Regions from separate parts of the Mus musculus genome. Here all the other regions are linked to region 6. The links are chromatin contacts, called in public ChIA-PET maps. All regions are on one chromosome and are shown on one strand. The core of a region is the stretch at or near the end of the contact, and the rest is flanking DNA. Distances in the headings are between cores, read along the strand shown. Region 1 has its middle 7.6 kb from the start of Tmem121b. Region 2 holds the start of Kdm5a (lysine (K)-specific demethylase 5A). Region 3 holds the start of Wnk1 (WNK lysine deficient protein kinase 1). Region 4 has its middle 10 kb from the start of Ninj2. Region 5 overlaps Ninj2 (ninjurin 2). Region 6 overlaps Wnt5b (wingless-type MMTV integration site family, member 5B).

Region 1 (3,653 bases), core at 752-3,251, 960 kb before region 6:
AAATCAGGTACCATGGTAGCTTGAAGGGACATGTTAAAAATGAAAAGGGGGGGGGGGGGCTGGAGAGATGGCTCAGAGGTTAAGAACACTGACTGTTCTTCCAGAGGTCATGAGTTCAATTCCCAGCAACCACATGGTGACTCACAACCATCCGTAATGAGATCTGACTCCTTCTTCTGGTGTCTCTGAAAAAAGCAACAGCGTACTTACATACATTAAATAAATAAATAAATAAATAAATAAATAAATGTTTTGAGAGAGAGAGAGAGCAATGCACGCACACAGAAAAGAGAATGAAAAGAAGGGGAAGATAAAGGAGGGGTGCACACCTTTGATCCCAGCACTCAGGAGCAAAGAGGCAGGTGGATTTCTCTGAGTTCAAGGCTAGCTTGGTCTACAGATCAAGTTCCAGGACAGTCAGAGTTACACAGAGAAACCCTGTTTCAAAAACCAAAACAAAGAATGGAATGCAGTGGGCAAACAAGATGGTTCTGAGAGTAAAGGCGCTTGCCACTGAGCTGGGCCCCCTCGGGATGGAAGGAGCTGTGTCCCATGGATGTTTACGACCACCCTGGTGCGTGCACGTGCCCTTCCTCACACCACACATAAAATAAATACACAAATAAATAAAGGTAAGAACACTTTTTTAATTAAATGAGGTGTATATACCAAAATGTTTTGGTTTGTTTTTTCTCAAGCCCGTGTGATAAATCTCACAAGCCAAAATGTATATATACAGAAAACAACTCCAGGACAATGTAGCAGCACGCTTTCATTTCTTCCTAAGTCTGTCCAGGCCTGTTATACATATTTAGACACATCTTCCAGGTAAGCCAGCAGTGCCTGTTGGCTCTGGTCAGCTGGAGTTCCTCAGAGACACCCGAGAAAACTGGAGGAGATCTCTGGAGGACTGGTTTAGTGTAGGGACAGGGAGGCTGCCCCGGGGTAAATGGTGGTGGTGCAGTACTGCTGACAAGGAAGAGGACAAAATCACACCCTGGGGCACCAGACCAAGGTGCAGAGCCGCTGGCTCATTCCTCAACAGTCACCTGTCGGTGGCTGCAGCTCCTTTTCCTGAAGCACTGGGGGATAAGAAGCTACTGAAGCCACCTGCAGCCACTCTAAGCCACCTTCTGTCACCTCTTAGAGCTTCACTTCACAGGAGCCTTCAGATGTCAGCTGCTCAGTGGGGTCAACATTCCCTGTGTTTAAGCTCAATTGTAGCTGAAAGCAAAACTGACTTTCACTTTCTAAGCTGGTTTCGTGGAAGAAAAGGTTAACCAATGGAAGCATCTTGCCAAGGTGTGGTCACGCCCTTCTCAGACCACGGTTACATCACTTTCTCCAGTCTGAGATGAAGGATCCACCTCCTACTAAGGTGCCCATAACCCAAGGGTGATCCTATAGGAAAAGTATCCAGGTGAGGAGTGGACAGGGCAGGCTCGACAAGACCTTAACTCATCCGTAAGCAAAGAAACAGAGGATGCCAAGTTCCAGTAACAGACAAAGGCTCTCTCCATGCAGTGACCACCCACCTTCACTGTTCAAAATGGACAGGGCTGGCATGGGGACCTGGTGCCAGCAGAGGCCACAATTGAGAGAGCTGGAGGAAGAGCAGGACCAAGTAGATGGCCCTGGGAGCCACTTGGGGATGGGGTGATGTGACAGCCAGGAGCATGCTACCCTGCCAGCTCCTTGTGTTAGCCTCCAGAATAGAATCTTCCGTAACACGCTCTAGTGTGCTGCCCTGTGGCTACGTTCCCACAATGATATATTCACTTGGTGTGAGCCAATCCTGCGCAGAGATAGCTTTGATAATCTCAGAAAGCAAACACTAGAGGGAGAGGGCAGGAAGCAGCAGAAGAAGAGGCTGAGCAGTGCCTGAGGACACACAAGCTGCTCAAGCCCAGAACCAGGTCAGAGGCTCCGACTGAGGGAGGAAGCCGCTGGGCCTGTGGGGAGAGGCAGCAGTGTGATGGAGGAGCCACAGAGGGACCCGGTTGTGGTTAAAATGTTCCAGCACTTCCTGGGTGTGGAGAAGTCAGCTCCTCTCATGTGAACTTCACCCGTCCCTTACAGACAGCTATGAGGTAGGAACTAATGTGGTGCCCTTTTTAGAGAGAGCAACCTGGAGCCTGGGAAAGTTGTTGATCTAAAGCTGCTCAGCTTCTGAACAGGGCCGGGATGCTCTTTGTAAGGAACTTTCTGTCTAACACGTCTGACTTGTGAGACGCAAGTCCTGAATTTCAGTGCCAGCCTTGCACTGACTGTGCCAAAGAGCTCTTGGGATGTTGCTCTCTTACACAGGCTGGAGCCTACAGTATCGCCTGGTGGCCCTTGGTGAGCAGGTCTCCTCTGGAGGCGCCAGGGTAGGGCAAAGCCTGCTCTTTCACTTATTTAGAATGGGAATCTAACTGCCCATTGCGTCTCCAGGATACCACCCTCCTCCTGAGTCCCTACTTTATTTTCAAGTTTTCTTGTCTTACTTCCGGGACTGGGGATGCAACCCAGGGTCTCAGGCTGAGCGAGCCATCTGTCACTGAGCCGCAGACCTTACCTGTTTCATTTTCACAGGTAAATAAAAACTAACCAAACCCACCTTCCTCTCCCATCACAGATGTCAGCTCCAATGCAGCTGGAAGCCTGGCTAAGGGACTTGCGTGTGAGCCTTCCGAAGCAGTGCCAAGAAACTAGATCTGGACTGAAACACTCTATCAAGTGACACCCAGGTCACCTCTAATTGTCCCTTACTCTTTCCTTGTTCATCCCCACCACCACACACACACACACACACACACACACACACACCTCATTTCTCAATTAGGCTCAAGACAGGAGAGTGCACTCAGGAGTTTGCCTAGAGATGCAGGGAAATGCCTGTCAGGAGTACAGGTCCCATGCCCCCTGGTCACGTGCTGACTGATGTGTTCTACTAAGCCTCACCCTGCAACTTTCTAGGAGATAGGCAAAGAGCCAAGAAAGCAGCACATGGTGGCAGCGGCTGGCTTCTGGTGGTGGTGGTGGGGGGTGTGTGTGTGTAAATAAGATCTTAAACGACTTGTGTGTGTGAGTGGTTTGCCTTCATGTATGTATGTGCACTGTGTGCATGGGTATGCCTGGTGCCTGAAGAGGCCAAAAGAGCACACTGGATCCCCTGGAATTGGAGTTAGAGGCGGTTGTGAGCTGCCATGTGGGTGCTGAATACTGAGCCTGGGTCCTCTGAGAAAGCAGCAAGTGCTCTTCCGCCATCTTTTTCTGTTTTTTCCTGAGGCACATGTGTGCTAGACAAGTACTCTATTGCTGAGCCACACCTAGTCTCCCAAACAGGGGTCCTCTCATTCCTAGTTACTGGCATGTGTGCCTACATACTCAGTGTCATGTGTGTGTGCCAGCCATGAAATCTGTGTTGAGATCAGACTCTCTCCTTCCAGGCAGGCCCTGGGGATTGAACTTAGGACATCAAAGCTGTGGTGGGGGGTGGGGGTGGGGGTGGGGGTGCAAGCCCCTTTACCTGTGGAGCCACCTTGTTTCCTGTCTTGAGAGAGGGTCTTACTATTACCAAGGTTGGCGTGGAACTCCTGTTGAGACTCAAATGTGGCACCATGCCAGGCCAAAACAGTTTCATTAGGCACGGTTCAGAATAATACAAGCAT
Region 2 (3,308 bases), core at 778-3,277, 840 kb before region 6:
ATGACATCTGCAGCCACACTTTGGTTCTACTTTAATAAGGCACAGGGATCTCTTCTAAACAACATCCAGTTGACGCTGGTGCTCATTTTTCAGCAACATTTGGACAAGGTTTTTCTCCCATGTTAGTGAGGATGGAAGCCTGGGCCTTGCAGCATTCTCCCACACCAACAACATTATTTGGAAAACACCTAATATTTTTTTTTTTTAAAAAAACAAAACCACCCTTTGACCTTGAGCATATAACTTAACCTCCGAGGGAATTAATTCCACTCATTACCGGGTATCATTTGCTTTCCTAACCTTAGAAAGTGAGGTTAATTAACCAATTTATAGGCAAACTTGATTATTTATAGTACAGTTTGGGAATCTTTGTCCCTTACTTTCTTATTTCTTACATATAGAGATTTCAACGTTTTCTTCCATCACCATTCATTGGCCAATTCTTTCTAAACCTCTACATTAAAAAAACAAAAACAAAAACAAAAAATTAATGCTCTTTATCTTTCTCAAGGATGCCTCCTTGTTGCAGTAATAATTAGCGTGGGGGTTCTAGTCTAGTGACATCACCCTGTAGACAACCTGAGTTCGGATTACTAAATTTAAGAAACCCGAGTAGTGGCCTGCAAAGGTTTGATAAACTGAACATCAGTAGGCTTGGACACAAAAACGGTCGACATTAGTGGGGTTTTTTTTAACACGCAAACAGAAAGATGGTGCGTGAGCTGATGACAGGACACTTCAAACGCCTTTCCCTAGGAAGGGCCTGAAGCCTTTTGTTATCCTTACCTCCAATCCACACTACAATATCCGTGCCCAATAAGTTCTGGGAAGGAAAAGGTCCCAGAGACACCTCTTTCTGTCTTTTGAAGGGGGACCTGAGAAGCGATGCGATGGCCCAGTCGTCAGGCCAAAGCCTGACAATCTTGAGTTCGAGCCCGGAGACCCACAACCCCCACAACGCAGGAAGAGAATCGACTCCTACAAAATGTCCTCTGACCCCTCCGCGAGCGCTCTCTCGCTCTCCTCCCCTCTCTCCCTCTCTCTGTCTGTCTGTCTCTCTGTCTGTCTGTCTCTCTCTCTCTCTCTCTCTCTCTCTCTCTCTCACACACACACACACACACACACACACACACTCACACGCGATCAAATAAAATGTCAAAGTGGACGTGAAACTGCGTTCAGAAACCAGGGCAAAAAACATCCTCAAAAGTGGCCTCGGGACACCAAGAGAGGAGGGAGGGGCCCCCGGAGAGCACGGAAGACCCCCAAAGAGGAAAGCCACGGGGAGGAGGAGGACCGTCCCGCCGCCCCAGCACGCCCCCCGTCCCCGCCCTCAGGCGACGCTACCTTGGGTGGCCGGATTTTGCAGATGCCCGTTTTCTCCGCAAAGGGCCGGATGCGCCCGATAAAACTCAGCGGGTCTGTGAACTCCTCCCAACTGGGCTCAAAGACCGGGCACTCGGGCGGTGGCACGAACTCCGCCGCGTAGCCCCCCGGGCCCACGGACGCCATGGTCACCAAAAAATAAAATAAAAAGCCAGGGGGGCCTGAGGTGCACAAGCGAGGAAAGGCTTGGCTGACGGCCACCAAAGCCCTCTCACGTCCCCGCACTGGGGCCGCAGCGCATCTTCTTAGGACGAGAACGAGTCCTCACAGGAGCGCCAGCCGCTCTCCCTCCGCTCGTTTGTTATTGTTTCCTTCAGGGCTTTTCCTCTCAGGGGCAGGACGCTCCCGGAAGTTAACGTGCTGCTAAATCAGTCCGCCACCGCAGGAAACAAAATCCCACCGCCGCCACGTCTAGTCGGGTCTTCTCTCCTCGCTCCCTTCCATGACGGCCGGCGGAGCTTTTTTGTTTTATTTTGGTTTTTTGTTTTCTCACAGCTTGCCTGTCAAAGTTCTGCGCCCTCCGTCCACCCCGGGTGCGCGGCCCCTCAAGGCGCCGCGACCTCTCTCGAGGAGAGGCGAGGGAAAAGCTACCCCGCAAGGTGGAACGCGCGCTTCCGGCGCGCGGAGGAATGTGTAATGCCTCGGAGAGCAGAGGTACTGCTTCCGGTAAGGGGCTTCCGGTTCCTCTTTGTGTCGGGGGTGGGGACACGAACGCAAGGTGGGCCCCTCCGTGGCTAGTCGGCCGGGTTTGTTCGTTCTCCGAGACCTGTTTTTAACATCGTTGTCTAGGTTTGGACAAGTGACGAACTCTTGGCCGAGTTTCCGCGTCTCCGTTTCCTTCTTTCGAATGCTAGTCTTGTACAACTCGTTTCGCTCGGTCGCCTTCGTACGGGTTTCTCGCTTCTCCGTGACCAATAGGTTTCAGCCCAATTCCGTCATTACATGGGCCGGCCTTCACCACCAGCTGCGACTTGCTTTTTCTCACGACACTGGGAACCTACCCATAGAGGGCCTGGCCTTGCTAGTCTAGCTGTTGGCAGCCATCCCGAAACCGTATTTGAGTAGTAAGCAGGGCCTGAAAACGCTTGCTTTGTAACCAACCCATTTCAGTTTGGTATGAAACTGGTCACCTTGTCAGAAACCTCTACTTGGAAGGCCGGGCATAGTTGCACACGCATAGAGTTCCGATCAGCAATGGCTGGTTTAAAAAAAAAAAAAGCCACGTTTCTGGTATACGGTCCTACAGTTCCTTTATGCGTCTAAGCCTGACTCTACAAGGTTGAAGGCAAGAACCGGCTCCAAAGTTATCCTGTGCCCTCCACATCCATATACCTTTATGGTGATGAAGGTAGATGCTTTAGGGGCAGTTCGAGCTGCATATGAATTTGAGGCCTGATTAGGCTACGGGAGACCTTGTAAGTAAGGAAAATCCCTGTGTGGTGGCTCAGGACTATAAACTCAATTCTGGGGAAGGAGATGTAGAAAGAGCACCATAAGGCCACATGGTACACTTATCGAGTTCCAGAATGGTCAAGAATACGGGGTAAGGGCCAGAACAGTGGCTCAGCTGTGAAGGGCACTTGCCACCAAGCTTGAAATCCTAAGTTTGATTCCTGGAACCCCATGGTTAAAGGAGAGAACTGAAAGCTGACCTCACCTTCACGCCAGGTCCACATACATTCATCTACAAATTCACACATTAAGTAATCAAAGGCTGGGGGGGTTGGAGTGGGGGGGTGGCTATCAGGTAAAACGCTGACTCATAAATAAAGGTTCTATTCTGCTAGTCAGGATCAGGAATGCAAGGAAATGGACTCAGGCTAGTTTGTTCAATTACTTTCTGTACTAGAAATTGAACCCAAGTCCTTGAACATATTAGGTAAATGTGTCCTGAGCTGTAACTCCAGTATAGTCTCCATTTC
Region 3 (3,535 bases), core at 796-3,295, 520 kb before region 6:
AGGTCATGGCTATATTATATATATTAAGGAAGTTGTGCCCATTGTCATGTGACCAAAGTTGCAGGGTTTAGTAAATAAGAATAAGCAACAACGATAAAATTGTTTCAGAACCACCTGGACAGAAATATCCTAATTTCTTTTTATAGAAACAAACATACAATAAATAAAAAAAAAACTGTGATTTACTGGTCTTTTAAAAACCCACCACTGTATAATTAAGTTTCTTTGTGTTATAAACAAAGTTTTCTCTGGTAAAGCAACTTTGAGAAAATTATAATCAACAGTCTTAAGAAGTACAAGAAAAATGCACTTCATAGTTACTTCTTCATTTGCTGACATTAGATTTATCACTGGAGATAAACCACTAATTAAATGTACTAAAACAGACTTACCATTAATAAAGTGAACTAATGATTTTCTAAAACAGTAGAGCACTAATATTTCAGTATTCTTCCTGCCCCTTCTGCACTTGTATTTCAAACTGTTCACAACCTGCCTTCTTTATTAAATCTAACAGCCATAGGGTTCAAACAAACACTAAAACTTACATGGTAGATTTCGGCAAGAAAAAAAAAAAGGAAACGTGCTGACTTCTTTTTAAACGTTTCTGATAAGTTAATATTAATTGTATAGCAAGACTTCTCTATGCGAAGTTTATCTAGATACACTGAGTCAAGGAATCTTCCGTTTAGCCGCTTCCAAATCACTCAGAGATCCTCTCATATAGTCTTGGACAAGGAAAACGCGCTTCAGAGCTCGCTCCAGTCCTGGGCTGCGACTGCAGCGTATTCACGCTCGGGTGCGGTTGCGTACGTTTAAGCGCTTCCCGCTCTCACCGGTTGGGTTAAGACTTGTAACTGCCATCTGGCTCATAAATTTGGTTTCCTACTCTGTCTGGTGCCCCCTGGTGCTCATCACAACTATAATCTTACGTAGTAGCAAAGGTGGTCCAGGAAGCACTAAAGATATTTTGAAGAGAAGAATTCCATTACTGTAAACTGCACGGATCTAGGTTTCCGGAGATCCGCGCCTTGGTATAAATTACATATGTGTACATATGCAAGTGTAGTACAGAAAGGGGATGTTTTACTGAGCCACCGAGGCAGGGTATAAGAAAACAAAAGGAAAATAATTTTTACTCAAATATAGAGGCAAAAGTCAACTATGTCCTCTCAAGTTTGTAATCAAAGATTAAAGATGTAGAATATCTTCGAACTCGACCTCCTCCCATGCTTGTCACCCGCCTCTCCCCGCCCCCTACACCTCCCGTTCCCGTTAAGTTTCCGGCAAAGCAAAGAGGTTCGCTCTGATCCTGGGTTTTATTTAGTAGGCAGCCCATCTTTGCAGCCAAAGTACTTGTTTGGAAACTGGAGATGAGCATGCGGCTTTAGTTGTTGTGAAGAAGAGAAGGATGGAATATATTTTGTTTACCCTCACCCATCTAATCAACAGTGATGGTATGTGCACTCTTCACAAAGTTTTCTGGGAGTCTTCGAATTCAGGCTCAGGTTATTCAGCTTTACCTCCTTCTCCACTCCCACACCCCTAGTCACAACACTAAGGAGGCTCTCCATTAAAGACGAACAACATCATTTTTCATTGCATGGCAGCTCTACGAGCTATCTAAGCAGAACATGACGGAAGTCTCTCATTCTCTCCTTTCTTTTCTTCTCCTTTCTTCTCTTCTTTTGCAATTGATTCCTAAATAATGATTTTGATAGCGAGCACTGAGTTTGGAACGGAATTGAGCGACCCACGATGACGCTCCCATCAGGCTTTCAGATGGGGCGGTTTTCAAAAAAAGGAACTACAATTCCCAGGAGGCACCAGGCTAGAGCAATCGCAGGGCATCACGGAAGTAGTAGGCGCGTTCCTCCCGGGTTCCTTTCACGGTTTTCACCGCGAAACTACAAATCCCATCGTGCCTCGAGCTCGGCACGCCTGCGCGAGAGCCCCCCGAGCGCGATGTGGGCGGGGCCGCCCCGGGCGGCGGGGGGCGGGGTCCAAGCGGGCTGTGTGGAGGCTTCAGACATCGGCGCCATTTAAAGCGGAGAGTTTTCCCGGGCGGACGCGCTCCTTCTGCTCGGCTATTCCGTACTCCCTTCTTCGCTGACAGAAGGCGCCTAGTGGGGTGACTGCTCTTTTTCTCTCCCTCTCCCCCTCCTCCCAGTTCTTTCGGTCTCCTCTCCTCCTGGCCAGAGAAGTAGCGGAGCCCGGGCCCCGCGGTGAGCGGCCCTCCCCTCCCCACAGTTCCCTCCCTCCTCTGCCCCCGGCGCCGGCCAGAGAGGGGAAGAGGTTCGCCAGGCCCGGGGCGGGCGGGGAGGCCTCGGGGACGGGGGGGGCCGCTCCTCAGGCTTCGAGGCTTCGAGGCTTCGGCCCTCAGCATCTAGTGATGGGCGCCCTCTGAGACTGGTCCCCTCTCCGGGGCGCGTGCTGCCTGAGGCGGCGGCCGAGCGAGCGAGCGAGCGAGCGAGCGACCGGGAACCCGGGCCGCGGCCCTCCTTCCCCTGCGCGGCCCCTCCCACTCCTGTGCCCCGGGCTGCCACCGCCCGGCGTCGGGGCTCGTCCCTCGCGCGCTGTGCCTCCGCCCTCAGGGCCTATCCCGCCGTGCTCGGCGGGCGGGCGGCGACGGCGGCAGCGGCAGCGGAGGGAGCTTAGCCGTCTTCACTTGGGTCGCATCCTCTCGCCCAGGAGCCAATTCCGCGCCCTGCTCCTCATGACTGCGGCGCTTCTGCTGCCCCAGCCCTACCGGCCTCCGCTCGCTGCAGGATGGATGCGGACTGTGCGGCGCTAACCCCCGTGGCTCCGCTCCCTCCTAGCCCGCCGACGAGCCCGCCCCGTGAGCCGCAGCAGCTTCGGTGCCAGCAGCAGCAGCCGCCGCAGCAGCCGGACTCAGTGTCCCGCGTCGCCCTCGGGGCGCCTTGTCAGTGCTGAGTGGGAGTCGTCCGGTGGTTCGGAGCCCGCCGTAGGAGCGCTGCCCAGCACTTCTTGGTGGCTTCTCCGGGTCACCCTTTTCCCTTTTCATTCATAAATCCGAGCCCGCATTCTTCACTCCATCGGACCGACCATGTCTGACGGTGCCGCCGAGAAGCAAAGCGGCACTCCGGGCTTCCTTACGCCTCCGGCGCCCGTCCCCAAGAATGGCTCAAGCTCCGATTCTTCCGTGGGCGAGAAACTGGGGGCTACGGTCGCCGACTCGGGAGTTGGCAGGACGGAGGAATATCGGCGCCGCCGGCACACTATGGACAAGGACAGTCGTGGGGCGGCCGCCACCACCACCCCCACGGAGCACCGATTCTTCCGCCGAAGCGTCATCTGCGACTCCAATGCCACCGCGTTGGAGCTGCCGGGCCTCCCTCTCTCTATCCCGCAACCTAGTGTACCTGCAGTGGTGCCCCAGAGTGCTCCACCCGAACCTCACAGAGAGGAAACTTTGACCGCCACCGTTGCTTCCCAGGTGTCTCAGCAACCCTCGGCTGCTGCCTCCCCTGGGGAACAAGCCGTTGTAGGCTCGGCCACCACGACCGTCCCCAGC
Region 4 (3,444 bases), core at 543-3,042, 560 kb before region 6:
GCATGTATTGTCTGTACATGTAAGTAACCATGCCTGTAACAACTCCTTGAATAGTCTCTGGGGACTTTGTGGGTACTTGATTTCCTTTGGCCTTCACCAAGTTATTAATTATCTAGTTCACAGTTGAGGAGTCTAAATGCAGACAGAGCTGCCCAAGATCCTCACTGATGGGACCAGAGCTCACCTGAGACTTCTTCCCTCCAGTTCTCTTCTCTTCCCTCCAAATGCTCCACCATGCTCCACCTTAACCTCCACATCTCAGCTCCAGCACACACACTGGGGCAGGCACACGTACGCAGTCGATACAGCTATGGTGGTGTTTAACAGGCTATCGATAGTAATAACTCACAGTCACCCAAGGAAGCAAGTCTACTTTTAACTCCTGGTCCTTCTGCCTGCTGGTGTGATTGTGGGCTGTGGAGGGAAGGGGAGAAGGGGGAGGGTTTCTCTGTTTGCTCTTTGTATTTGGCAGTACTGTGGATAAACCTAAGGCTTTGTACCTGTTGGACATATCCCGAGTTTCAGCTGTTGGTCTAAAGATTTTGTTTTCTAGAGCAGAAAGTTCAAAGTTCTCATAATATCCCTCCTTCTGGTCTTCCACACTCCTCTACTTCCGTGTCCTTCATAGCATGGTCCTGGAAACCTGGCTTAGGTGGATGTCAGAATGCAAAACAGACACACAGATGGGTACAGAGAAGCTGGGATGGGGTGGGCTATGCTTGCTTAGTGGAGTGCACACACTACCCAACACTGGGAAATTCATCTCTTTTACTGTGTACAGCACAGGAAGACAGGAGTTTCAGAGCGACTGTAGTCATCTCGGAAGGCAGAAGCTGCCGGTTGTTAAGGTTTGTACATGCTGATCAAATCGTTAGTAGGCCAATCATGTACTTGGACCAGAATTTGCTGTGTCTCTGAGCCTCGCCAGGGGAAAGCTTTGCCGTACCCACGGGTCTGAGGTTGGGGGCCTTTACATGGCAGTGCCCATTAAGGCTTTCCTCTGCTCCCTACACTCAGTTATCAGAATCCCGCACCAGCCAGGGTTGTTCGTTTGTTTTCACTGGAGTCATTACCACCGCTCAGTCTATAGCAAGCATGAGGGTTTCCTCTTGGGATTGTACTTGCCCTGGGGTTTTGTTATTACTTTATATGGGTTTGGGTTTTCCTGCTAGAGACTGAGCCCGGAGCCTTGCATACACTCATATGTTAACATATGCTCTAGCACCAATTGGTACCCCAGACTCCTTCCGGTGGCTTCTGATTAGCTGAGGATCAAACCTAGGCCCTTGAGCAGGCTTTCAGGGAGCCGCCCTCCAGGCCTTGGGCGTGGTTTTACATTTGTTACTTTACCTGGGTTCCTCAAATCCCTGCTGCACTGTGAATTGCAGAATCTACCAACTGCAAAGCAGCCGCAAGGTTCCTTGTCCCCTCACACTCTGTCTTTGGACACGTTTCCAGGGGGTAGCTGAAGAAAATAAAGGGGCAGAGAATTTTTTTTTTTTTTTAAATTTGTGAACAGCTCCAGGACAAAGATTTTTGTGTCTCATGTTCCTCTGACAACCAGTTCCTGCCCCACCCCCACCACAGTTCTCAAATTTACAGTGGCACTGTGACATTGATGTCACTAGTGCACATGGAACAGTAAGAACTTACTGGAGGACCCATGAGAACAGGGTTTTGATTTTGGAAGCTCCCCTAGCAGTGAGCCTCAGCTGAAGAGTATACGTAACTGATCCCCGGCTTTGAAGGAACACTTCCTTCTTCACAGAACAGTCAGAGTTCCCAGACAAAACTGATGCTCAGAAGATTCGTGTTATAAAAACTACTGGTAACTAACGCAGACCAGGGTGATCAGGGTACGAAATGGAAGTGTGGTTTCCTGAACTTCGTCACAAAGCCACTGATAGTCACGTGATCTTCCGTGAGTCATTTCCTATCTGGTACCTTGGTTTCATTCATCTGCAAAATGTGGAGAGAATTTTCTAAATGTTCATGTAGTCACTTTTTTTTTTCCTGATCAGAAAAGTAATATATGGCCATTATTTAAACAACAGCAACAACAACAAAACAGAATATAGTCAGCTGGTGGTGACCCACTACTTTAATCTCACTACTCAGGAGGCAGAGGCAGGTGGGTCTCTATGAGTTCAAGGCCAACCTGGTCTACAGAGTGAGTTCTAGGACAGCCAGGCTACACAGAGAAAAATGAAAAAAGAGAGGGGGGAGGAACCACACCTTCAGCCATGTGCAGAGCCTCCCATACACACAACACAGACAAACAACTCCTGAGGCTGGCTCTTCATACCTGCTACTCAAAGCAGTAAGAGCACAGAGTGAAAGGCGTGTCTTTTAAGTCTATTACCTTGAGACAAATGTAACTCTTCCTCAACTCCCCCTCCCTACAGTCACAACTGGAGGTTGGAATTGAAGAAACTTAATTCTGAGTTCATTTCAGAAGCTCTCGATGGTGTTGACACTCACACCCTGGACATTCTGACTGCAAGTTCATACTTTTTACAGTGGAGTGCACTCACTACCCAACACTAGGAAATTCATTTCTTTTTCTGTGTACAGCACAGGAAGACGGGAGTTTCAGAGCGACTGTAGTCATCTTGGAAGGCGGAAGCTGCCAGTTGTTACTTTTATAACACAGTCCTCACTACCGGCCTCTTGATTTTTGTTTTGGTTTTTGTGTGTATGCAGCCTAGGCTGGCCTCAAACTCCATCTGTCCTGGAGAATGGCCTTGATGCTGAGGGTAAGGCGTCACTGCCAAGCTCTGCTTTCTTCCTGGCTCACACAACTCATGGAGACATTTCTTATACAACAATCTTCTCCATTTCATATTGTGTGTATCCTTTTCTACTTCCCTATGTCATTGAATACAAGAGGAAAATGGCGGCTGCGACAGGGTGGTCATAAGGTGAAAATACACTGAAATGAATTCCTGTGTGAGATTATAGTAAACAGAACACACAAATAAACCAAGGCAGGAATGGATGGTTATGCACATCTGGTAAGGGCTCAGCTGGCATCTGAAACCACAATCTGTATCTTCTGCTGATAAGTGGGATGTAAGCATCTCACATGTGCTACTCTGGGTGTCTCTCGACCTGTGCAGCTAGGAAGGTTTTTGCTGGATTCCAGGCCACGCAGAACCTGGCTGAGCCAACACCTCACTCCATCACACCCCTCCCTTGCTCTTGGGATGATGCATCTCTCAACTTCTGTACTTGGCCACTTCCTCCACCATCCTGCAAAAGCCTGCAGTTCCCCAGCCCTTTGAACTTGACTTTGAAAGGCACACAGTGGAGAAAGACACTTCTGCTTGTCTGTGCTCGGTTTCCTCTCTCACCTGAGCCAAGCATTTGCCTTCTTGACTCTGAGTCCCTATCATCTCACTGGCTTAGATTTAGTTTGGGGTTTCAATACGATTTTGGATTATT
Region 5 (3,733 bases), core at 1,000-3,499, 670 kb before region 6:
TGTAGAATGCTTGTCTTGTAGTATTCATGAGGCCATGGGGTTTGATCATCAGCATCCAAGTGGAGGGCGGAAGGATGGGAAGCAGGCCCTTGAGAAATATTGAACTTATGGAAGACAAGCAGACAAACCCCCAACTCAGGATTATCCGCCCATATGTGGCCCTACAGGCATTTTAAATAATCTCTTCTGACTCAGGGCCTGTCCCAGCCCAACTTTTGGTGTAGGCACCACTTAGCTTTTCCACAAGCCCCAGAGACTTGTAATGCCTCTCCACTCCTTGGACAGCCTCTGTCCACACCCAAGGCATGCCATACCACACCAATCTCCCAAGAAAAGGAAATATTCGCCCAAGCGTGATGACACTGTGTATCCAGGGTCCCTGCTCCTGCTCTTGGCCTGCAGACTTCTGCCTTCTGGGCTGCTCATCTCTCCAGCCTGTCTCCTACTCTTCTCCCCACCCTTCCCCATGGGGCGGACTAACAGCTAACCGTTTTTGAAGGCTCTGCCTGTGCCCGGAGCAGGATGCTGAGAAGCAATGGTACACATTAGTCACAGTTCCCTAAACATACTCCACCCTTCTTGCCTGTTCTGGAGGCCTGTCTGCTCTATGCCCCTGGAGGAAGTGTCCTCTTTCTGCTAGACCCCTTCCCTTGGTACAGGCTCTGTTCCCCTGTCTGTGTTGGCCTTTGGCCTTCTTTAGGCCTCTATATGGCTCCCTCTTCTGCTGTCTTCCCTGCCCCTTTGGACACGGTCTCACTGCATAGCCCAGCTGGTCTTGAACTTAAGCTGTCTCCACCTTTAAGATCCTCTCTTGCATATTCTTGGGTTGCACAGTCCCCGAGCTCAGTCCCTTGCTAGTGTTTGGTGCTAGGATGCTGGAGAAGAAACTTAAGTGTCTCAAATACACACTGCTTTCCCACAAATTTATTAAAGAAAAGAGCTTTAGGGTGTGGCATCACTTCCGGGACAGGGGAGTGGCTTGGGACATCTGTTGGAAAACCTGCTCCACCCCTAAGGACTGTCTTTTTCTCTCCTGGACTGTAATCCTCACATAGGGCTGACAGGCCCGGTGCTGTCACTGTCTTCAGGCCAAAACCCACAAAAGGGCAGACTCCTGCGGCTCTCTGTTTGGGGCAGGCCCCATGCCGCCACTGTGCCGCCCTTGGCCTTCCATGCCAAGAGCAGCCGTCTTGCCCTTAAAAATCAACAGCCTCTAATCCGCGGTAGGGCGGGGTGTCTTTTGCGTGTTATTCTGGTGATAATCCCTGACTGTCCCTGAAAGCTCCTCCAGCCTTGGATTCAACCTCCCTGGGAGGCTCCAGCTCTTGCCCAAGGCCCCAGGACTGGGCCTGGACCGTGCAACATTAAAGATGAGGGGCGTGGCCTTCGGGGGGGCTGGGGGGAAGGGCTGCGGGACTGCGGTTGTCCCGCAGGGGAGGCCAGGAAACTGCTTAGAGAGGCTCAGGTTAGCTCAGCCCCTCCCCGGCAGGAATCTGAGTCTTCGGAAACCCAAGTGAGAATTACAGGCGACAATAGGGTTGGTCCTCCACTAGAGGAGGCAGAATGTGCAGAGAGGCTGCAAGGGAGGACCTGCGTGGGAGAGCGCGGCGGGGCCTGCTTACTCTTTGCGGAGAGCTCGCCCATCTCCCCTGCAAACAGAACTTGGCCAGTGGCCTTTAGGAAAGACTACTCAGAGTGCAGTTAACCGTGGATTTACCACACACAAACTGCCCAAGGATCTATCTGTTCCCCCCACCCCCCCACCCCCCAGTGCTCACCCAAGACCAGAGCACTTTCTGGGTCAGAACTTTGCTTGGAGGTTTTCAGCCCCATTTGGCACTTAGCTCTAGAGTCCACTTTGGCTCTAGAGTTTCCCCCAAAGCAAATATTCTCCAGGTCCACCCAGCCCACCTCCGCTGCCCCGCTGCCCCGTGGATCCTACTTTTAAGAGCCAAGTAAAAGAGTTAACACGGAAAGAGCAACAAAGACAATGCTGCCTGCCGAGCACAGCTCTGAAAATGGAACTAGTCCCAAATTTGTAAGTGAAGGAACCGAAGTTCCAAGAAATTGGCTGCCCAAAGGTCAGATCTGAAGGGCTGTGTGCCCATATGGAAGTCCTTAGGCCGGCGCTCTTTTTTTGAATATGGTTCTCAACGCGTGTGGATTTGATGTGGAAGCAGAAGCAGCGGGGAGCACACAGTAACGAAGGTGCTGGGTCAGAGGCGTGGCTTGGTGACAGACCACTTCCCTTTCACTCGTAGGCTGGATCCCCAACAGGGGCGGGGGATGGGTAGGCAGGTTCTCTGACTGAATCAGACAATCAGGAGAGATGCCCGGGCATGAGGACCACTGCCCTATCCATGGCTGCCCTGGAAGTCTCTTTCTGCGCGCCTCTGCTGGCCAGTTTCATGTTGATTTTGCCTTTTAATTCATTTAATAGCACCTCCCCCCCCCCTCTGCTCCCCGGAAACCAAGGGTCAGAACAGTTCAGTGAGGTTGCCAGGACCACCCAGCTTTTAAGTATTAGAGTTCCTGGGATCTGGGACCTGGGTCGCTAAGCCACTACACCCAGCTTTCACAAACCTCAAAAGGCCCACCCAGAATTATGGCTCACACCTTCAAACCCAGTACTTAGGAAGCTGGGGTAAGAGGCTTGTTTAAGGCTAGCCTGGGCTACGTAGGATGTTCCAGTTCAACCTGGGCTTCAAGAGTGAGAGATCTTGCCTCAAAAAAGAACCAAACAGACCCTCAAAGGACCAGTCTAAAGAATTTTAATGTAGTATTTCTAGGTTTTCCCACAGGAAAACCAATGAAACGAAGCCCAGATTTCATTTTATCCTGGCAGCCAGGATGGGTGGCAGCATCTCTCCCCTATACCCATTATAGGCACACCATTGCCTTGTCTCCGAGAGCCCGAGGCCCCTTTCTTTTCATCCTCGGCCACACCAGAGCTGAGGCGTCATGGGTGCTGAAGGGCTCTGCCACTTCAGTACATCTGAGCCACGGGATTTCTCCAAGCTGTAATGGAGAACCTGAATCCAGAGAGAAGTCTAAATGTAGAATAAAAAATAAACAAAGAAAGAAGGAAGAAAAGAAACAGAGAGAGAGAGAGAGAGATGCCTTTGTCTCCAAACAATGACAAACAAACCCAGAAGTTAGTTCTGAAGTTGAAAGTCAACATTGCACACCACGATGAGAGTGAGTGTGGCCTCCCCACTAGAGCATACATTTCAAAAGGCGAGAGTTCTTGTTTGGAATGTAATGCAATTAGAACAAGAAGTACTGACAGTTTCTGGCTGTAGTCCAGGTGAGAAGACCCCCAGCAGGCCATGGTATCTGTCAGCTAGATGGGAAAAGGGGAAGGTGCTGAATTTTCCACCCCATCCAGCCCGGAGAGAGCCTGCCAAGATGCCCGCCTATTCAGTCCAGTTCAACAAACCACATCTCCAGCTCCTTCTATCAGACGCAGACATCTAGGATGCAGTGAAGATCCCTGCCTGCCGTACAGTCCTGCCCTCCTAATCTCCTAAAACGGCAAGGGTTAGCAGGGAATAAAGTGTCTAAAGTGGGGAAGCCAGGAGATAAAATGACCCTTCATGCCACCCCAACGGCTGCTGCGGGGACTGTGGACTTTGTCTCCCTCGGTGCTGCAGCACCTCACCTGACAGGGCTAATGAACAAGTGAATGAACTCTGCATTCATTCAGAAAGGGCCTAGCAGACGGAAGAGGAGT
Region 6 (3,401 bases), core at 400-2,899:
GTCATTGTTCACCCCTAGGCCCGCCCGTGTAAATGCTAAGGGTTTCAGTCTTCTTTGTGGCTGAACAACAGTTTGAAGTGCATGGCTACTGTCTGCCAGCTTCCGTGATGGATCCTCCCGACTTTTGCATAGTCCACTCCCCCAAGGTCCCTTCTCATGGCTCCTGTGGCCCTGAGGAAACGGGCCCCTCACCATGAATGAAGGCTCTTCCTGTGGCCCCACCTGAGCCTTTCTTGGTACCCAGAAATGTCTGTGACAGTCTCAGGCTTTGCCGCCTGCCACATGCTTTATACCTGACCGAGGCTTCCTGGTGTTGTCTGTCGCCTCATATGTTTTATTTTCCCGCATCCTATGTCGCTTCTCTCCCGACTATGGCCACCGCTGTGCTTCCCGGCTGACCCTTGACCACTGCCACCTGCTCGTCCCCTCTTGTGCCTGGCACTGGCCCATCGTCTTGTTAGGATGAATGTCAGCACATCTGTATCGCCCCACCCCCGTTATACTTTATTATTAGTCCCAGCTACATGACGTAGTCTTTGTTCACAAGGCAGCGGGTTTTAGGGCTGAAAAAGGCTGGGATCGTGTAATCCAGCTCGGTTCAACATTCAGCCCTCTCTTCAGGCTGGCAGGTATTTAGTGACTAATTACTAATTACTGTGATCAAAATGTTTGAGAAATGATGATTTCAGCCAAATTAAAGATACATTTTTTTTTTTTTTTTGCTTACCACAGAAGTTCGATGTATTCCTACACAATGTGAATCCCCCCCCCCCCCATACTTCTTAACTGTGGAGTCCTCTTTGCTCTAAGTGGTTGAGGCGATCCACTGCCAGGGTAGAGGTGGGTAAACTCTCCAGAGCTGAGGCTCTGATGCCACCCAAGTGGTTGTTGCTGCAGCAGTCATGTTTGAGAGCCGTTGCCTCTGCAGCTGTGGTCTACTGCATAAGGAAAAGTGATCTGTACTTTCCCAACTGAGAAATAAGAATTGATACATAATCCAGAGAGGTCAGAGTCAGCGCGATACATAGACCCCAGGCATTGTAATACCAGCGCATCCTTGAGAGAGGATGTTCTATGTCCGTCCTGATTTTGTTCCTCTCCCCTCACCTCTCACACACCCCCGGCATCAGAGCCTCAGAGAACCATTTGCTTCCTTCTGAATGAGATGCCTGAATTAGCATGCTTGTGGCTGCCACCCATGGCCCGTAGCTGTGTGCAATGCCCTTTCGCACATGCAATCTTGTGACAGCATTCTACGATCCTGCCCCCACCCTCCATGACCACGTGGCAGGCTCCTCCAAGCTCCCAAGGATGCTCACACATATAACTTCATTCCTGTAGCTGTCTGGTGTAAACATGCTCGGGCTATGTAAAAAGAGCCCCTCTATTTATCAGCATGCCCAACGCAGGTCTGGGTGAATTTGTGTCAGATGAGCATACCTTCTCTGATGGAGCTGCCAGGCATGGAACCAGCACTGTGGGGAGTCTATGCAGATTCAGGACAGTCAGCCTTTGAGGAGGGACTCTGAAGAAACCACAGATTGACAGTGAGAAAGAAAACTCTGCCAGTTGCTGGGGGGCAGGGCAGTGAGGAGTACAGAGGCCCAACAGGGAAAAGATGCAGGAAACCCGTGGGGAGTGTTGGGGGAGACTCTGAGCAGAGGCTCAAAGGAGAGGGCCATCTCACAGGAAACCACTGGCAGGAAGGTGTACGGGGTGTGCAGGGAGGTCCTGGCAGGCTGAGTCATGGTGCCCATCTGGCTTGCAGCTGCCCAGGATGCTGGAACTACACCTTCACTCAGATGCCGATGCCAGTCACTGGCTGCCTTGCAAACACCTAAATGAGCCCTTGCCTGAGCCACTGCCTAGAGAATACACTCATTTAAACCCAGCCACCCCTCTGCAGCCAAAGGACTTGGGATGTGATGAGCCATGACTGGTCATCCTGATACAGACCTGGGGCGCCGAGAGGCTCTGGAGGCAGTGTAGAGTGGGTTCCAACTCTGCTCCATCCTGACTAACGTGCTGGGCATGCCACCAACCCTGCTAAGTTCCACTTTGCCATCTGTTACCTAGAAAGAAGAGAATTTCACACAGCAGCCTGAAGGGTGTAAAATGAATCTAAAACATTTTCCTGCTGGCAATGCTGCACCAGAGTGGCTCTCTGAGAGAGAGAGAGAGGGAGGGAGAGAGAGAGAGAGAGAATATGTTATGTTTCCCTGGTTGCAGTCTGAGTGTGTTCTGTTCCTAGAGGGCTGTGGTAGGTGATGCTGCACTTAGCCACAGGAGGGGGCTCCTGGTAATGAATATCATTTCCCAAACACAAGGAAGATTATGTCTGCTTCATTGTTTCACACTGCAGGGTAAAATCCCATTACCTTCAATATAACTATTAAACAGGGACTGAAAGCCAAGGGAAGGGTTACATGCCTACAATTCCAGCACTCAGGAGGATGAAGAGTTCAGGGCCAGCCTGGGCTACATAACAAGAGCTGCTAGAACCAAGCCCATTAAAATCAGGAACAAGATAAGGCTGTCCACGATCCCCACCTTTCTTCGAGATGGTGCTTGAAGCACTAGATAAAGCAGTAAGATAAGAAAAGGAAACTAAACAGATACAAATAGAAGTCAAATTATCCATATTTGAAATTGATATGACAGAATACATAAGAGACTCCCAAAATTCTACTAGAAAACTTCTAGAAAAGAGCAGTGATTTCAGTGGCAGGCTACAAAGTCAACCTTCGAGCTCTTTTATAAGGGGATAAATTTCATTCAAAAAAAAAAAAAGCAGAGCGCTCGTGACTTAGTCTGCTGCATGTAGTTTTTTTAAAACACACTATTGTCTTTGTCTGTGACCTCAGCCTGCACTCTGACCTCTCCCGGTTCCCTTTGCTCCATCCAGCTTAGCCCAGGATCCATCACAACCATCCCCCAGCCCGGGAGAGCCAGAAGCTGAAGCTGAAGCTCAGCTTACGGTTTGTTCCTCCCAGCTTCCTTCGCCAGGCTGCCAGCTGCCTCGACCCTAGAGCTGCTGCCTGCACCCAGGTCCCTCCCGGTCCTCTTTTGTTCCTCCTGGCTAGCCTCATCAAGTTGGCATCACCGACCCAACTTCTATCTTTACCCACCTTTGCTCTGAGGAATGAAAAACACTCAGGCAGCTTTATTATTTTAGAACTTGCCAGATAGCACAATTGCTGGGTGCAGAATCTCTTGTTCTAATCTTAGCTGCTAGCCTATATCAGCCAGTCTTTGTCGACCTCTTTGGCTATCCGCCAGTGGCGGAGGCCACCAGTTCTAGCTTCCCCAAGGTCTTATATGGTTGCTTCATGCTTCTTCCAAGGCCTGGTTGAAAAGCCCCTTCTGTTTCCCTGGGACCCAGAAGTCCTACCTCTACCTTC

What was found. ChIA-PET counts read pairs in DNA pulled down with a chosen protein or histone mark.
Region 1: a contact with region 6 is called in an RNA polymerase II ChIA-PET map of memory CD8 T cells, with 6 read pairs. The contact joins two enhancer-like sites. A contact is called at or near these places in 1 of 39 promoter capture datasets (liver) and 1 of 115 datasets of contacts at active chromatin or transcription factors (memory CD8 T cells).
Region 2: an RNA polymerase II ChIA-PET map of memory CD8 T cells shows a contact between it and region 6, with 10 read pairs. The contact joins the promoter of Kdm5a here to the enhancer-like site in region 6. A contact is called at or near these places in 1 of 39 promoter capture datasets (neural stem cells), 8 of 115 datasets of contacts at active chromatin or transcription factors (the 230-238 cell line, acute myeloid leukemia, astrocytes and 4 more) and 2 of 9 other capture datasets (embryonic tail and pancreatic islet).
Region 3: a contact with region 6 is called in an RNA polymerase II ChIA-PET map of memory CD8 T cells, with 22 read pairs. The contact joins the promoter of Wnk1 here to the enhancer-like site in region 6. A contact is called at or near these places in 2 of 39 promoter capture datasets (cranial neural crest and embryonic stem cells), 1 of 115 datasets of contacts at active chromatin or transcription factors (memory CD8 T cells) and 1 of 9 other capture datasets (adipose tissue).
Region 4: a contact with region 6 is called in an RNA polymerase II ChIA-PET map of memory CD8 T cells, with 5 read pairs. The contact joins two enhancer-like sites. A contact is called at or near these places in 2 of 39 promoter capture datasets (hippocampal neurons and liver) and 1 of 115 datasets of contacts at active chromatin or transcription factors (memory CD8 T cells).
Region 5: an RNA polymerase II ChIA-PET map of memory CD8 T cells shows a contact between it and region 6, with 14 read pairs. The contact joins two enhancer-like sites. A contact is called at or near these places in 3 of 15 datasets of contacts at CTCF or cohesin (embryonic stem cells, large pre-B cells and pro-B cells) and 8 of 115 datasets of contacts at active chromatin or transcription factors (astrocytes, cardiomyocytes, embryonic stem cells and 3 more).

Annotation. Positions count from the first base shown.
Region 1 is chr6:120,484,534-120,488,186 of GRCm38.p6, reverse strand. No RefSeq gene overlaps it. Among named protein-coding and RNA genes, the nearest start is that of Tmem121b, 7.6 kb to the left of the region's middle. Within about 2 kb of position 2,001, at least 81 of the 459 cell types and tissues checked have an H3K27ac peak or open chromatin away from gene starts, as enhancers often do. A contact at or near this core is called in memory CD8 T cells, where this site is marked.
Region 2 is chr6:120,362,818-120,366,125 of GRCm38.p6, reverse strand. It overlaps Kdm5a (lysine (K)-specific demethylase 5A), which reads right to left and starts at 2,027. Exons shown (of 28, transcript NM_145997.2): 1 at 1,348-2,027. The coding sequence starts at 1,512. It also overlaps a transcript of Ccdc77 not described here.
Region 3 is chr6:120,037,165-120,040,699 of GRCm38.p6, reverse strand. Wnk1 (WNK lysine deficient protein kinase 1) reads left to right here and starts at 2,045. Exons shown (of 28, transcript NM_001199084.1): 1 at 2,045-3,535. The coding sequence starts at 3,068.
Region 4 is chr6:120,081,504-120,084,947 of GRCm38.p6, reverse strand. No RefSeq gene overlaps it. Among named protein-coding and RNA genes, the nearest start is that of Ninj2, 10 kb to the left of the region's middle. Within about 2 kb of position 1,792, at least 143 of the 459 cell types and tissues checked have an H3K27ac peak or open chromatin away from gene starts, as enhancers often do. A contact at or near this core is called in memory CD8 T cells, where this site is marked.
Region 5 is chr6:120,186,272-120,190,004 of GRCm38.p6, reverse strand. The region is part of intron 1 of Ninj2 (ninjurin 2); the gene reads right to left. Among named protein-coding and RNA genes, the nearest start is that of Gm25327, 44 kb to the right of the region's middle. Within about 2 kb of position 2,249, at least 189 of the 459 cell types and tissues checked have an H3K27ac peak or open chromatin away from gene starts, as enhancers often do. A contact at or near this core is called in memory CD8 T cells and pro-B cells, where this site is marked.
Region 6 is chr6:119,520,434-119,523,834 of GRCm38.p6, reverse strand. All of the region lies in intron 1 of Wnt5b (wingless-type MMTV integration site family, member 5B), which reads left to right. Gm30690 (a long non-coding RNA gene) reads right to left here. Exons shown (of 3, transcript XR_869405.2): 1 at 2,978-3,401; 2 at 1,957-2,072; 3 at 1-1,525. Among named protein-coding and RNA genes, the nearest start is that of Gm30690, 4.1 kb to the right of the region's middle. Within about 2 kb of position 1,649, at least 81 of the 459 cell types and tissues checked have an H3K27ac peak or open chromatin away from gene starts, as enhancers often do. A contact at or near this core is called in the 230-238 cell line, memory CD8 T cells and pro-B cells, where this site is marked.